Linked DNA regions of Sus scrofa: region 2 is linked to region 1. Evidence: chromatin contacts called from public Hi-C data. All regions are on one chromosome and are shown on one strand. The core of a region is the stretch at or near the end of the contact, and the rest is flanking DNA. Distances in the headings are between cores, read along the strand shown.

Region 1 (6,974 bases), core at 3,217-5,716:
TTCACTAGTCTCAGACCCCTTAGATGGCCCCTCTAGTGAGGCAGACCCCTGACATAGCTTCCAAGATACAGGCAGACCCCAGAAAAAGCACCTCTGTTCATCATGGGACCCCAGAGTGAGCCTTTACGGCAGTCACAGAATAGACTCCTGATGAGCCTCCATACGTAGGCAGATTCCTAGCGTAGCTTATACCAGGAGACCCCTGATACAGCATTTCTGCTCATTGCAAAGATCGCTGAGGAGTTCCTGCTGCGGCCCAATGGGATCAGCAGTATCTGGGGAGCACTGGAATGCAGGTTGGATCCCCAAACCAGCAAAGTGGGTTAAGGATCCGGCGTTGATGCAGCGTCAGTTGCAACTGCAGCTCGGATCTGATCCCTGGCCTGGGAACTCCATATGCTGTGGGGTAGCCAAAAAAGAAAAAACAAAGACCCCTGAGATAGCCTTTCTTCCCAAGTCGCAGACAGCCCTGAGACAGTTCCTCTGATGGTCACAGAGAGCCTGAGATCACCTTCATTACATGTGGAGAATTCAGATACACACCCTCTGCTAATCATGGACCTGGGAGAGCTCTTCCCTGCAAGCCACAGTTATTACTGAGACAGACCTTCCACTGTCACAAGATACTCAAAAGATAGACCCTCTAGTATGAGTGGAACCCTGAGTTAAACTCCATATTACAGAGTTCCCTTCTCTACTCTTTCTCCTCTTCTCCCTCTCCCTTCCCTTCTTCTCCTTTTTTTTAGGGGTGCACCTGCGGCATACGGAAGTTTCCAGGCTAGGGGTAAAATCAGAGCAGAAGCTGCTGGCTTTCGCCACAGCAACACAGGATCTGAGCCACATCTGAGACCTACACCACAACTCCCAGCAATGCCAGATCCTTAACCCACTGAGCAGCGCCAAGGATCAAACCTGAATCCTCATGGATACTAGTAGGTTTCGTTACTGCTAAGCCACAACAGGAAAACGCTCCTCCTTCTTCTTCTTCTTGGTCCCACCCACAGCACTCAGAAGTTCCTGTTCTGAGCCACAGCACTGACAACATCGAATCCTTAACTGTGAGGCCACCAGGGAACTCTTCCGATTAAGAATACTTGGGCTAGCCCTTGCCCAGGTCATGAAAAGCTGAGATAGCCCTCTGAAGGTCCGCAAGGCTGTACAGACACTGAGGCTGCCCCCCCATTGGAGGTAGAGAGACTCTCAACCTATCATGGAATATCTAGAAATAGCCCTTCTACTCATCATAGAAAACCTTGGAACAGCACACCTGTTGATCATAGATAGCCTTGGAATAGACCCTTGTGTGTAGAAACACTTGAGACAGACCTTCAAAGAGACCCTATGCAAGGACCTACTGTTCTGCACAAGGTCAACTATTCAATACTGTGTAATAACCTATATAGGAGAAGCATCTGAAAATGAGTGGGTATATGTATATATACAACTGATCTACTTTGATGTACACGTGAAACCAACACAACTTTGTAAGTCAATTATACTCCCCAAAAAATTTAAAAAGAGAGAGAGAGAGAGACCCTATGATGTCAAGAGACCCCAAAGCCAGCTCCCAACTCAGAAGGATCACTGGGAAAACCTTTCTCAGAGACCCTGAAGTAGCCCTTTGCTGATGACATATCCTAAGATACCCTTCCTCTGTCTCCAGCACAAAAATATTCTTGTGATAACTCCTGAGGAACAGAAACCCCTAATAGAGCCTCTGCAGTGTACGAAGAACTCCAAGGGAGGTGCCGTAGAGAGATGCTTTCTGATGGAGAGAGACTGATGAGATCAACCCGAGAAAACAAAAACTAGAGACAGCTCATCCAGCAGGTCCTAGAAACACCTGAGATGACCCCAATGAAACACCCTGGAATAAACTGTCTCATGTGGGAAGACCCCAGATTTGACCCCTAAGTGTAAGACAAGACATCCGAGATAGCTATTGGGGATTAAATAATTCACAGATACCACTGTGGCAGGGAAACATCACTCAGAGAGCCCTCAGGAGACAGAGACAGCCTGTCTAGTGCAGGAGAGCTCTGAAATAGTCCCTCTGATGTGAGAAGACTCCTAAGACCAGGCCCTGGGGTTCAAAGCAGCCTGAGATACGCCTTTCGTTGTGGGCTGACCACTCAAAAATCCCCGGATTTAGCCCCCAGCGCCAGGTGCCCACAGCATAGCCTTACTTCTTGGCGATGTTGAGCATCTTAAGTTTTTTCTTCATTCGTGGCCGGGAAGCGGTGGAGACCGAGGCGTCCACCAGGGAAGAAGTGGATTGTGATACCTGGGAGGGTTAAGCGGTGTGGGGGAGAGAGATGGGTCAACTGCCAATTCAGACCCTAGGGAAGGTGGGGCGGGGCGGGGGTGGGGCGGATCCAGAGGCCCTAGATCAAGGAGGGCGGCGGGCTAAGAAGTATTAACTAGACAAAAGGCGGGACCTCCGTGTGGCCAGTGGGAGCCCTAGGGGGTCCCAGACTCACCTTCCGCATAATCTTCCGGCCATAGAAAAGTACTTTGTCTCTCTTCCGGAATCGATACCTCGGGCCATCCGGGGCTGGGGTTTCTAGGGAAAAGTGCGGAGAGGGGCATTCTGAGCTCTACGCATACTCCGCCCAGGCAGTGATGGGAACACGGCGCGAAAACTCCAGCAAATCCTATCTCTACAGTCTCAGGGACCCAGGCGTTTCAGCTTCCCATCCCTCAGCACCCCCAGAAGGCCCTCCGGGTCCTCACTCGGCACTCGAAGCCTCCGCACCAGCAGGAGGATGAGCACGGCCGTGACCAGCACCGCGACTCCAGCCCCGATCATCACGCCCAGCACCTGAGGGACGAAAGGCACTGGCTGCGCATCGCATATACGACCTGCCGGGCCTCCCTCAAGGACCGAGACGCCCGAGACCCCATTCCACTGAGCCAGTTCAGGTCCCGAAACCACAGGCGATGCGGGCCTTGATGACCCCATCTGCAAAATGGGCAAGCGCAGCTCCCTTCTCTGGGGGTCAACTCTTTTTGCGGCTCAGCGGCCCGCAGTGCACGCCGGGAAACGTAGTTCCGCCTGAACAGACAGTCTGGTTATCGCGGGACCGCGATGATAAGCGCTGAGCACGTCGGGAATTGTAGTTCCCGCAGCGCAGCACTCCAACCTTACCACTCCGGTTTGCAGAGGGGCCTCCATCAGTTGCCTCTGGCTGGGCGTCAGGTCTGGTAATCTGAAGTCCTGAGGAATAAAAAGCAGGAGGAACCAGTGCAAATCCTCACTTTGGGCCCTCCCCTCCCCTGCTGAAAGCCCTGCCCCCTTTGTACTACAGCCCGGCTGGCTGCCAACTGGGGGACAGACAGCTCGAAGGGCGCTGCGGAACACAAGGGTGGGGCAAATTGATCTCAGGGCCCGAGCCAGGGAGTGAGGTAGGTCCCCGGCTCACAGCCAGGCTCCTCTTACCTATGCACTAGGCGGACCTCATGCCACACTTACCCAGCTCCACCCAGGGGCCAAAGGGCAGTCAGCTCGGCACTCACTGTCCGCAGCCAGTGAACAGGTCCCTGAAGGACACCGCTCCCTCCAGCAGGTGGCCCCATCCCCAGCCTCTGCGGAACTGATCAATCGTGACCCACCGAGCCCTAGGCCGCACCCCTGCGCCCCCTGCGAAGACTGGATGCCCTCCCTCAGGAAAATAGGACCGACGAGTCTTGGGGTTGGGGAGATGCCTGGCTCCAGGGAAGTACGGGAGCTGGAGCACAGCGGGAGTGCTGCTGGGAGCAGCCACACAAGGGGTCGTAGGGCAGTGTCAAGCGCTCGGAAGGACAGTGGGACGCTCGGAGTTGGGTGGGCTCTTAAAGTGTTACTGGTTGATGCTGGAGATTTACTGTCACATAACAGTAAAGTTACCGGGTCTTTGACGGTGCAGAGCATCATTGAGATTCTGCGAGCGATGCTGGCGCCATTGCTGGGATACGTAACCAGGGACGCTGGAATTACTCGTGATCGCTGGAAAGTTACTAAGATTCTGAGGACCACAGGACTATTACTGGGAAGACCGGAACCTGAATGGGCACGTCTCTGGAGTCATTCAAGCATGATACCGACGAATACTGTAATATTACTGAGAGTTTTCTGGGAGGCTGAGGCTGCTTCTGGAGTATTAATAGAAATTTGGGAGTCACTTGGCCCTTGAGACACTACCTGGAAAATTTGCGGGGGTCTAGTCCCCTTCTACTGTGGGGCGCACCTGGCTACCGATGCGAAAACACTTGTCGGGAGCTGGGGGGATGGGAGCGTCAGAACATCAAGGGCTACTGGGAATCGGTGGACAGATCTTGGGAATGCCAAGGACTCGCTAACGACCCCCGAAGGGACGCCACTGCGGGGGACGAAGGAAACCCGGACTCACCCAGGGGCTGCAGCCGGGGTCCACTCTGCGCCAACTCCACTAGCGTTCCGCCCAGCGCCGCCGGCGCGGCCCCTTTAAATTATTCACCGCAGGGCGCCCCGCAGCCCCGCCCCCTGCCATGCTTGGAAGGTCGCGTGGAGCGGGCCAAGCAGAATGTGGCGATGCCTTAAAGGGACCGAGACCAGGTGGCACAGGGAACGCCCCTCCCGCTAGAAATGAGAACAAGTTTATTTTCCCGTTTATTTAACACTCACCCTACCCCAGTCCCACTCTAATGTCCGACCCGACTGTCCCAGGCCCTCACAGGGCACAGTCGGGGGCCGATCCTTAAAAGCAAAGGCTAAAAATAAATAAGCATGGGTCTCCGCAGTCCGGGGGCTAATGTCCAGCTGCAGTCTGGTCCCAGTCAATTCACCAGCAGCGAATGCTCCTCCGAAGCATCTCTGGAGGAAAGGCAGTGTCAGCGGAGGCGGAAGGCATCAGTTCCCTCTGGCGCGCTTCCCTTCCCTCAGCCAATCCCAAACCCGAGCCAACCCAGTCTCTAACCGGCCGCAGCAGCAGAGGAGGCTGCAGGCAGAGCCGCTCCCGCGACGGAATTTGCCGGAGGTGGGGCTGTCCTGGCACTGTGCAATGTAGGCCTGGAGTTCACTCTCCTCCGCGCCTGTTCCGCCCGGGTGCTGGGGAGAGATGCCCGGTGGCCCGGCATGAAAGTGGCCTCGGACTTCCCAGGCTCTTAACATAGGCCCTCATCTACCCCTCCTCTCCAGTCTCTGGTTCCTCCCGGCCCTCTCACGTCTGCGCCTTGGCACTGGCGCCCTCCACCTGCTGTTCATGGTTTGCTTTGCTGACCACTGATTGTAGGCATACCCCTGACTCTCCGTCACCTGGTGCCTTCTGCTGTGACTCCAACACCGAGAGCCATACCTGACCCAATCTAGGTGCTTGACAACCATCTACTGACTTGGGAACACACAGCGGGAGCAAAGTCTGGGCTTGTACACCCAGCACTGACACACGTGTGTGATTTTTTTTTTTTTTTAAGTGTGTGATCTTTAAGTGCTAGACCAAGATCTGCTCCTTGAGCCTGGGTGACAGAAGCGTCCTGTGGGCTGGCTGTATCCAGGCATCTGCATCCCCGGTTCCAGTAAATGTTCTGACAATGTTATCCCAAGCTCATGGGGTCAGGGGCCACTCTCACTTCTCCAAGTCCTTTCTGGCTACAACAAAGGCTTGGCTTTGGCTATTCCTTCTCCCTGCTGCGTGCTCTCTCTACCCCCCCCCCCACCCCAGGGCTCCTGTCTCATCAATTTAGTTCTGACATGATGAAAATGTTCACTATCTCTGCTGTCCATATATGGTAGCTACTAGCCACATTGGCTTTGGGGCGCTTGCTATGGAGATGGTGTCAGTGAGGAACTGAATTCAGAACTGTATTTCATTTTCATTAGAATCAGATTTTTTTTTTTTTTTTTTTTTTTGTCTTTTTAGGCCCTCACTCAAGGCATATGGAAGTTCCCAGGCTAGGTAGGGGCTGAATCAGAGCTGTAGCTGCCAGCCCACACCACAGCCACAGCAAGGCCAGATCCTCATGGCAACGCCAGATCCTTAACCCACTGAGCCAGGCCAGGGATCGAACTCCAAACCTCATGGTTCCTCGTCGGATTTCGTTTCCACCTGAGCCATGATGGGAATTCCACAGAATCAGATTTTAAATAGTCACAAGTAGCTAAAGACCCGTGTTGGACAGCACATTCTAAAAACTTTCCTGGATTCACCCCAATACCAGAGTAAAGCAGGGGTCCTCTGTAACCTTCCATACCTCCTTTACGGTTGTCTTACTCCTGCTTGTGCATGATCCATCCTGCCCACGGTCTTGGACAGACCGTGTACGTCTGCTTTCCTAGAGGCCCAGTGCCCGGCACAAGGCTTGGCACACCAACAGCCCCTGGAACATGTTGGTTAAAAGATTCTATCTGCCACGCCCATGATCTACTCCGACCCCTGCAGCCTGCAGGATGACTGCTGGGTCCCTGGATCCAAGCAGCTCCCATAGGACAGAGGGGATGGGAGCAGGGCTTCCAGATCAGACAGTCCTGCACTGAGCCAGGTTCCACCGTGTGCTTTGTAGGTGACCTTGGGCAAGACACTGAAATTCTATGACTTGGTTTCCCTGTGGGTAAAAGCAGATGTAGGAGCCCTACCTGGCCTGGGCCCCACACTTTAATAAAACAGCATGTGGCGCCTATGACAGGGACGGTTATCAGCCCTTCCTGGGCCCCCCAATTCTGAGCCGCCCTCTCCTTTGGCCTCATAAAATCGACCACGTTCCCTCCCTGGGTCCTTCTCTCCACACCCAGCCATGGCCAATTGCAAGGAACTCAGAGTGTGGGGCTGTGTGTGCACACGTGTGGGTCGCCCCACCCCCTCCAGGGAGGCAGGCCAGGAAGAGGCGCGTGGGCAGGCAGCTGACCTTGATGGTGTCGTAGGCCCCAGTGATGAGCGCGATGAAGAGGCTAAGCACCATGTAGATGAAGAGGCTGATGAAGGAGTACAGGTAGAGCTGGGAGAAGAGCCAGACCAGGCTGC
Region 2 (6,974 bases), core at 2,408-4,907, 270 kb after region 1:
TTGATAGGTAATGGTGCCTCTCCTTACCCTTTCCTCCATCCTCGTCCCCTCCCCACAGGCAGTCATGGGGCACATTTCTTGTATCCCTTCCAGAGGGACACGTGTCCTGTTTGTCTTCCCCCCCCCCCATTTTTAAGATGTAATTTACACACGGCAGAATTCACCTGCTTTGGTGTATGTTCTGTGAGTTTTGACGGATATATATGGTCAGGTAACCATCACCACAGTCAAGATCTGAAATGATTCCTTTATGGCCCAAATTTCTCTGCACCTCCTGCAGTCAGTGCTTCCCCAGTTCCAGCCCCTGGTGACCATTAATGTGTCCACCATCCCTATAATTTTGCTTTTTCCAGGGTGTCATATAAATGGCATCGTAACAGTGTGTAGCTTTGGAGACCAGCTTCTTAAGCTCAATACGGTGCATCCGAAATCCATCCACATGTTATGAGAATCAGCACTTCATTCTTTTTTTTGACTGCTCAGCAGCATTCATTGTGTGAAGGTACAATGTTTATCCCTTCCCTGGTTGAGGGACTTTTAGATTGTTTCCAGTTTGGGGTGATTACAACTGTCGCCACTGTAAACATTCACAGACAGGAATTTGAGACAACATAAGTGTTTTGGTTTTGTTTTTCCATTTCTCCTGGGTAAACCCCTAGGTCCTGTGGTTCAGATCAGAAGTGTATGTTTACCCCTGCAAGAAATGATCAAACTCTTTACCGAACTAGCTGTCCATTTTGTTTTCCAACCAGGTATACCTCTCTTCCTTTTCCCCAAAACAAGTTATGTTCTTTAGACACTTTTTTACCTTCCTTTTTTTTTCTCTTTTTATTTATTTAATATGTATATTTACATTTTTATTATAGTTGATTTACAGTGTTCTGTCGATTTCTGCTGTACAGCAAAGTGACCCAGTCCTACATATGTATATATATATATATGTATTATATATATGTATATATTCTTTTTCTCATATTATCTTCTATCAAATTCTATCACAAGTGATTGGATATAGTTCTCTGTGCTGTACAGCAGGACCTCATTGACTATCCATGCTAAATGTAACAATTTGCATCTACTAACCCCAAACTGCTGGTCCATCCCACCCACCCCCCTCCTTGGTAACCACAAGTTTGTTCTCTTATGCTTGTGAGTCTGTTTCTGTTTTGTAGATAGTTTCGTCTGTGCCATATTTTAGATTGCACATGTAAGTGATATCCTATGTTATTTGTCTTTCTCTTTCTGATTTACTTCACTTAGTGTGAGGATCTCTAGTGGTGTCCATGTTGCCACTTTTTTTTTTCTTTTTCTTTCTTTCTTTCTCTTTTTTGGCTGCCCTGCAGCCAAAAATGGAGTTTCCAGGCCAGGGATCAGATACAAGCTGCAGTTGCAACCTAAGCTGCAGGTGTGGCAATGCCAGATCCTTAACCCACTGTGCTGGGGCCAGGAGTCGAACCCACATCCCAGCGCTCCCAAGACATTGTAGGTCCTGTTGCACCACAGTGGGAACTCCACCACTTTCTTTTTCTTAGTGCTATTTTGGAAGTGACTCCAACATCACAGTACACAGAACTGGCTCCCGTTTTACCGCTTCATACTATTCTATCTCCTTGATTCACAGTAATTTATTTACACAGTCTCTTGCTCGGACCTTTAGGTTGTTAATAGCCGTTTGCTGTTAAAGACCCAAATGGTTAATATCCTGTAGGGTAAAGAAGATCCTTGTCCAGGGCTAAGTGCCCATATGCTCTTTTGTCTGCAGGATAAATCCTGACAGTAGAAATGCGGGGGTCAAACTGCACCTTCCCTCTTTGCTTTACCGCATCTCTCTTAAACCAGTTGGCGTTCCTGTAGACCCCTCTGGGGAAAGCATCCTTTGGTGAAGAGCATGCCACTTACTTCAGAGAGTACCACCATAGGATTCTTTCTGCACTGCCGCCTAATATTGAGAGTTCAGTTTTTCCATCGGGGTGTAGGGACGAAGCCACTGGAGGTGAAAGTTTCAGGAGGGGGTGGCAGCTTCTGCTGGTGTAACTGGAAGCCAGGGGCTTTAGGAAATTTTAGGGAGAACTGGGAAGAAATTGGGGCCAGCAGCCCAAGGCAGCTTGGGGTGGGGGTGGGGGTGGGGGTTGGGTGATGGATGGACAAGGAACTTGTGTGTTTTTAGGGGGAGAGGTGGTCTCTGAGAGGACTAGGTGGATGGGCCCTACCTACAGGGAGGGCATGCACCTGTCCTGGGTAGGTCAGTAGCTCCCAGACTGCTTGGAGTTTTTCTCTAGTTTTATCGAAAAGGCTGCTGTCCTCTCAGGCAGAAACAGCCTCGAGGGGTCATCCCCTGAGCCAGCGCTGCTGGGAGGTAGTGGCTGGATTCAATATGCACCCCCCCCTCCAGGGGAGGTAAAGGTGGGGAGGGGGAGAGAGGGAGGTGGGTACTCCCAGTGGCATTTCTATTAAATAAGATAAAGTACTTGGAAACAGAGTGGGAGCCACCCAGAGGTGGCTTATCATTATCAAAGGAGAGTCTTCAAAAGTTTAAAAAAAAAAAACAAGCCCATCCACCTCTTATGCAAAAGAAGCAAACAAACAAAAAACACCAAAGAACACCTGTCAACACTTTTAACCCTTTGGTGAGGGCCACCAGTTGGATGGTAAAGCCAAAGTGTTTATCATCCCTGAAATAGGATTGCAGAGTTAGATACAGAGATGCTTAATGTCCCAGGGGCAGAAAACCTGTCATTCTTGGAGGTTATTGCTTCTACGGGATAAAAATGACTTACAGCATATCCATTTATCTGTTGATATCTGGCTTCCCAGAGTTGAGGCCCTAATAGAAATAGTAAGTCCATCACAGGTAAGTTTCAGTGGGGGAGAAGTTGTCGAAAGATCTTTGGTCAATAAAGTTTTATTGACACAATGTGCTTGGGTCCAAACGTTTGCCCTGGGATCTTCTACCTCCCCCCTCCCCCCAAAAAGGAAAATTGGTCAGCTCCTGCTCTGGAGAATGAAACCATTCTCAGATGGGCCTCTGAGGCAGGGCTCTGGAGGACTGAACAGCCCTGTCCCTAGGCTTTGGCCTTGTTTGCGAGTGTTGGATCATTTTTCTTAGCATTGTCTGGGCGGAAGGCTTATGTGTTTGGGAAGTTTTTGTTGGGTCTTTGCTGACCCCTCTTTTGAACTCAAGGGCTGATGCTCAGATGTGGCCCTAGCCCAGGAAACAGGCGTCTTCCTGTTCTCACATGTTCCTTCCCAGAGGCGGAGACTTCACAAGCCCTAGAAAATTCTCTGCCTCCTATATTGCTTCCTGCCATTGATTCCCAACCCTTGGAATGATCCAACAGGTTATTCATAATGATGGTAACAATTCTAAGGCCCTCAGAGCTGATTTATATCAAAGCTACGATGTGTTTAGCAAAGAACTCTACCCACATCTCACTGACAGGTGTGAGAAGGAGTCCAGAGGTTATTGTCAGTTGCCATTGTTCAGGCAAGAAAACTCAGGCTGTCTCTGGTCTTTTAGAGAACGCTTCCTGGCGTGCTTGTGGCGTGGAAAGCTGTGTGCATGTCACACACACACACACACACACACCCAGCTAGGTGGACCCTGTGGACAGCCGTGACCTTCTTTGGGCCCAGGAATGTCGGGTTCAGAGCCAGAAGATCAAAGTTCTGGTTGTGGCCCCGTGGCGTCTCAGCCGAGGAGAGGCGTCTCGTTCCCTGGCAGGGTCTTTGTTAGAATTAAGTAAGAATCTAAAAGGAGGAGTTCCCATCGTGGCTCAGTGGTTAACCAACCCGACTAGTATCCATGAAGATGTGGATTCGATCCCTGGCCTCGCTCAGTGGATTAAGGATCCGGCATTGCCGTGAGCTGTGGTGTAGGTTGCAGATGCGGCTCGGATCCCGCATTGCTGTGGCTGTGGTGTAGGCCGGCAGCTATAGCTCTGATTCAACCCCTAGCCTGGGAACCTCTGTATACTGTGGGTGAGGCCCTAAAAAGTCAAAAGACAAAAAGAAAAAAAAATAGACCTAAGGGGAAGGAGGTATATAAACTGTAAAAAGCTGACACCAACATTGGTAGGTTAACCCCAGCCTGCTCTGATGAACAACTTCTTCCTTCTTTTTGGATCCATGTAGAGAATCAGAATATGCACCTATGCATAGGTGCTCCAAAATTTCCCTGTAATTTTGCATGGTGTTTGTGGAGCTCCTGCAACTGAGAGTTCTTGGGTCAATTCCTGAGCCCCTGGCTAAACACTGGGGACCTAGAACAGCCCCAAAGGCCTTTCTCTGGCTTCCTCTCTGTCTATTTGGACATGGTTCTGCTGAATCCCTGCTGGGTGCAAGGCCCTGTCCTAGGAGTGTGTGTAAATGGAGCCATCGTGGCCCTGGCCCCTAGCTTCGTAGACAGACAGTCAACAAGCGCCCCAGATAACTTTCAAGAGTGATAATGTGCTGAAGGAAAAATGTTATAAGCTCATGTGTTCAAAGTGGTTTTGAGAAGGCGAGAGTGACTTCCAAGGGAGGTCAGGGGAGGTCTTTCTAAGGGGTTGAGACCTGAAGGTCGAGGAGGATATGGGAATAAGCCAGAGCAGCAGATGCAAACGTCCTGAGGTAGGGCTGAGGCTGGCTGTGGGAGGGCCAGGAAGGAGGCTGGAGTGGCTGCTGCCTGGGGCTGCGAGGAGGACTCAGAGAGGCCAGCAGGCACAAGACACATGACACCTGTAGCTTTGGTAAGGAGTTTATTTGTATTCTCTAAGCCTCTGCTGTGCTATTCTAAAACCAGTAGCCAGCCGTGGCTAATAAGATTAAAACTGAGGAGTTCCCGCTGTGGCGCAATGGGATGAGCAGGATCTCTGCAGCACTGAAATGAAAGTTCGATACCCCATCCAGCACAGTGGGCTAAGGATCCTGTGTTGCTGCAGCTGCCTAAGACGCAGCTGTGGCTCAACTCTGATCCCTGGCCTGGGAACTCCATATGCCACAAGGCGGCCCCAAAAGAAAGATAAAAAAATTAAAAGTGAAAGGCCGTTGAAAGTTTGGTTCCTCAGTAGAAATTGGAGCCTCGTGTATACTTGGCATGTAAAATGGCACAGCGGCTATGGAAAATGGGATGGTGGTTCCTCAAAAAAATTAAAAAGAGAAATCCCAGGAGTTCCCGCTGTGGCACAGTGGGTTAAGAACCTGACGGCGGCAGCTCGAGTTGATGTGGAGGTGCAGGTTCCATCCCCAGCTCGGCGCAGTGGGTGGCATTCAGCATTGCCACAGCTGTGGTGTAAGTTGCAGCTGCAGCTCAGATTCAGTTCCTGGACCAGGAACCTCCATATGCTTCTGTTGCGGCCATTGAAGAAGAAAAAAAAAGAAAAGAGAAGAAAAGAAAAAGAAAGTGCAGAAAGCTTCAGTTACAAAATTTGGGGAAATAATATCTGCATTTGGGGGCACAAATTACCACACAGCCTCTTCTCCCCACTGGCATTTTTCATGCTGTAATAACTAACATGATCACCCCAGAGATAAAAGAAAAGCCAACATTATCTGGATTTTATGAAAAATAATGGCCATCAAAATCTTACAAGATATGATTTGGCCGAAATCCAGGCAGGTCGACCAGATGATTCCCTTTTTAAACCTGTACAGGCGTTCCGTTGTGGCTTAGTGGAAAGGCACCTGAGTAGTATCCATGAGGACTTGGGTTCAATTCCTGGCCTTGCTCAATAGGTTAAGGATCTGGCATTGCTGTGAGCTCTGGTGTAGGTCACAGACATGGCTTATATCTGGAATTGCTGTGGCTGTGGCGTAGGTCAGCAGCTGCAGCTCTATTTGACCCCTAGCCTGGGAACTTCCATATGCTGCAGGTGTGGCCCTAAAAAAAAAAAAAAAAAAAAAAAAAAAAGAATTGAAAGTGGACATTTCGTACACCCATGATCACAGCAGCATTATTCACAATAGGCAAATGGTTTAAGTAACCTGTCAGTTGACTAGATAAACAAAATGTGGTATATACACACAATGAAACAGTATTAAGCCTTAAAAGGAAAGAAATTTTTTAAAATGGCAAAACCGTATCTCTTTATTAATCACTATTTGCACATTTCACATCTTTTATTCAATAGTACCCCCCCACCAGCCCAGCCCAACACTTTTGGATCATGAAAAGCTTGGAGATAGTTAAAATTCCAGAAAAAAAAAAAAAAACATGTTTGGGACCATGCCAGTGGCATGTAGAAGTTCTAGGGCCAGGGATCGAACCCTCCCCACAACAGTGACCTGAGCTGCAGCAGTAACGACGACAAAGTCTTAACCCGCTGCACCACCAGAGAACTCCAAAGCTCCTAGAAAATTTTGCGGAAGAATTTTTGCAAAGCTTGGATTCTCCCCTTCTTGACGTATGTGATTGACTTTCATTGAATAAATGTAAGCAGTTACAAGAATTCAAGCTTATTATTCATCTGATTGTGTATATAAGTTTTCCTCCTTATCAAGATATAGTCAAGTGCCCATCAATGATATTGCCAACAGGAATTCTGTCATTCTTCAAAAGGAACTTCTGACACCTGCTACCTTGTGGATGAACCTTGAGGATATGATGCTCAGTGAAATCAGCCAGACACAAAAGGACAAATACTATCTGATTCCACTTTAGCAGGTCCGTAGAGGAGTCAGATCTACAGAGACAGGACCTAGATGTCGGGGCCAGGGGGTGGGGGAGTCCGTGTTTCACCAGCACGGAGTTTCAGCTTGGGAAGATCAGAAGGTCCTAGAGGTGGATGGTAGGGATGGTTATACCACATGGTGAATGTGCTTAATGCCACTGAGCTGTGGACTTGAAAATGGTTAAGATGGTCAGTTTCACGCTATGCATATTTTGTCGCAATTGAAAAAAAAAAAAAAAAAGTTTGGTTCCTCGTTGCATGAACCACACTCAACAGCCACCAGGGAGAAGTGGCTACTGTGTTGGACAGCACAGATCGAGACCATTT

Evidence for each region. Hi-C and Micro-C count contacts between places; a contact is called where the count stands out from the background.
Region 2: a contact with region 1 is called in a Hi-C map of liver, with 1.6 times the contacts expected there. The contact joins the enhancer-like site here to the promoter of PNPLA6 in region 1. A contact is called at or near these places in 1 of 5 promoter capture datasets (fetal liver) and 5 of 47 Hi-C or Micro-C datasets (alveolar macrophages, embryonic fibroblasts, heart right ventricle and 1 more).

Annotation. Positions count from the first base shown.
Region 1 is chr2:71,598,290-71,605,263 of Sscrofa11.1, forward strand. PNPLA6 (neuropathy target esterase) reads right to left here and starts at 4,467. Exons shown (of 35, transcript XM_013987341.2): 1 at 3,887-4,467; 2 at 3,149-3,217; 3 at 2,734-2,821; 4 at 2,481-2,563; 5 at 2,187-2,284. The coding sequence starts at 3,913. It overlaps MCOLN1 (mucolipin-1), which reads right to left. Exons shown (of 14, transcript XM_003480808.4): 12 at 6,859-6,974; 13 at 4,935-5,065; 14 at 4,599-4,831. The coding sequence ends at 4,795.
Region 2 is chr2:71,873,579-71,880,552 of Sscrofa11.1, forward strand. All of the region lies in intron 2 of INSR (insulin receptor), which reads left to right. Among named protein-coding and RNA genes, the nearest start is that of INSR, 80 kb to the left of the region's middle. Within about 2 kb of position 3,658, at least 4 of the 83 cell types and tissues checked have an H3K27ac peak or open chromatin away from gene starts, as enhancers often do. A contact at or near this core is called in fetal liver and liver, where this site is marked.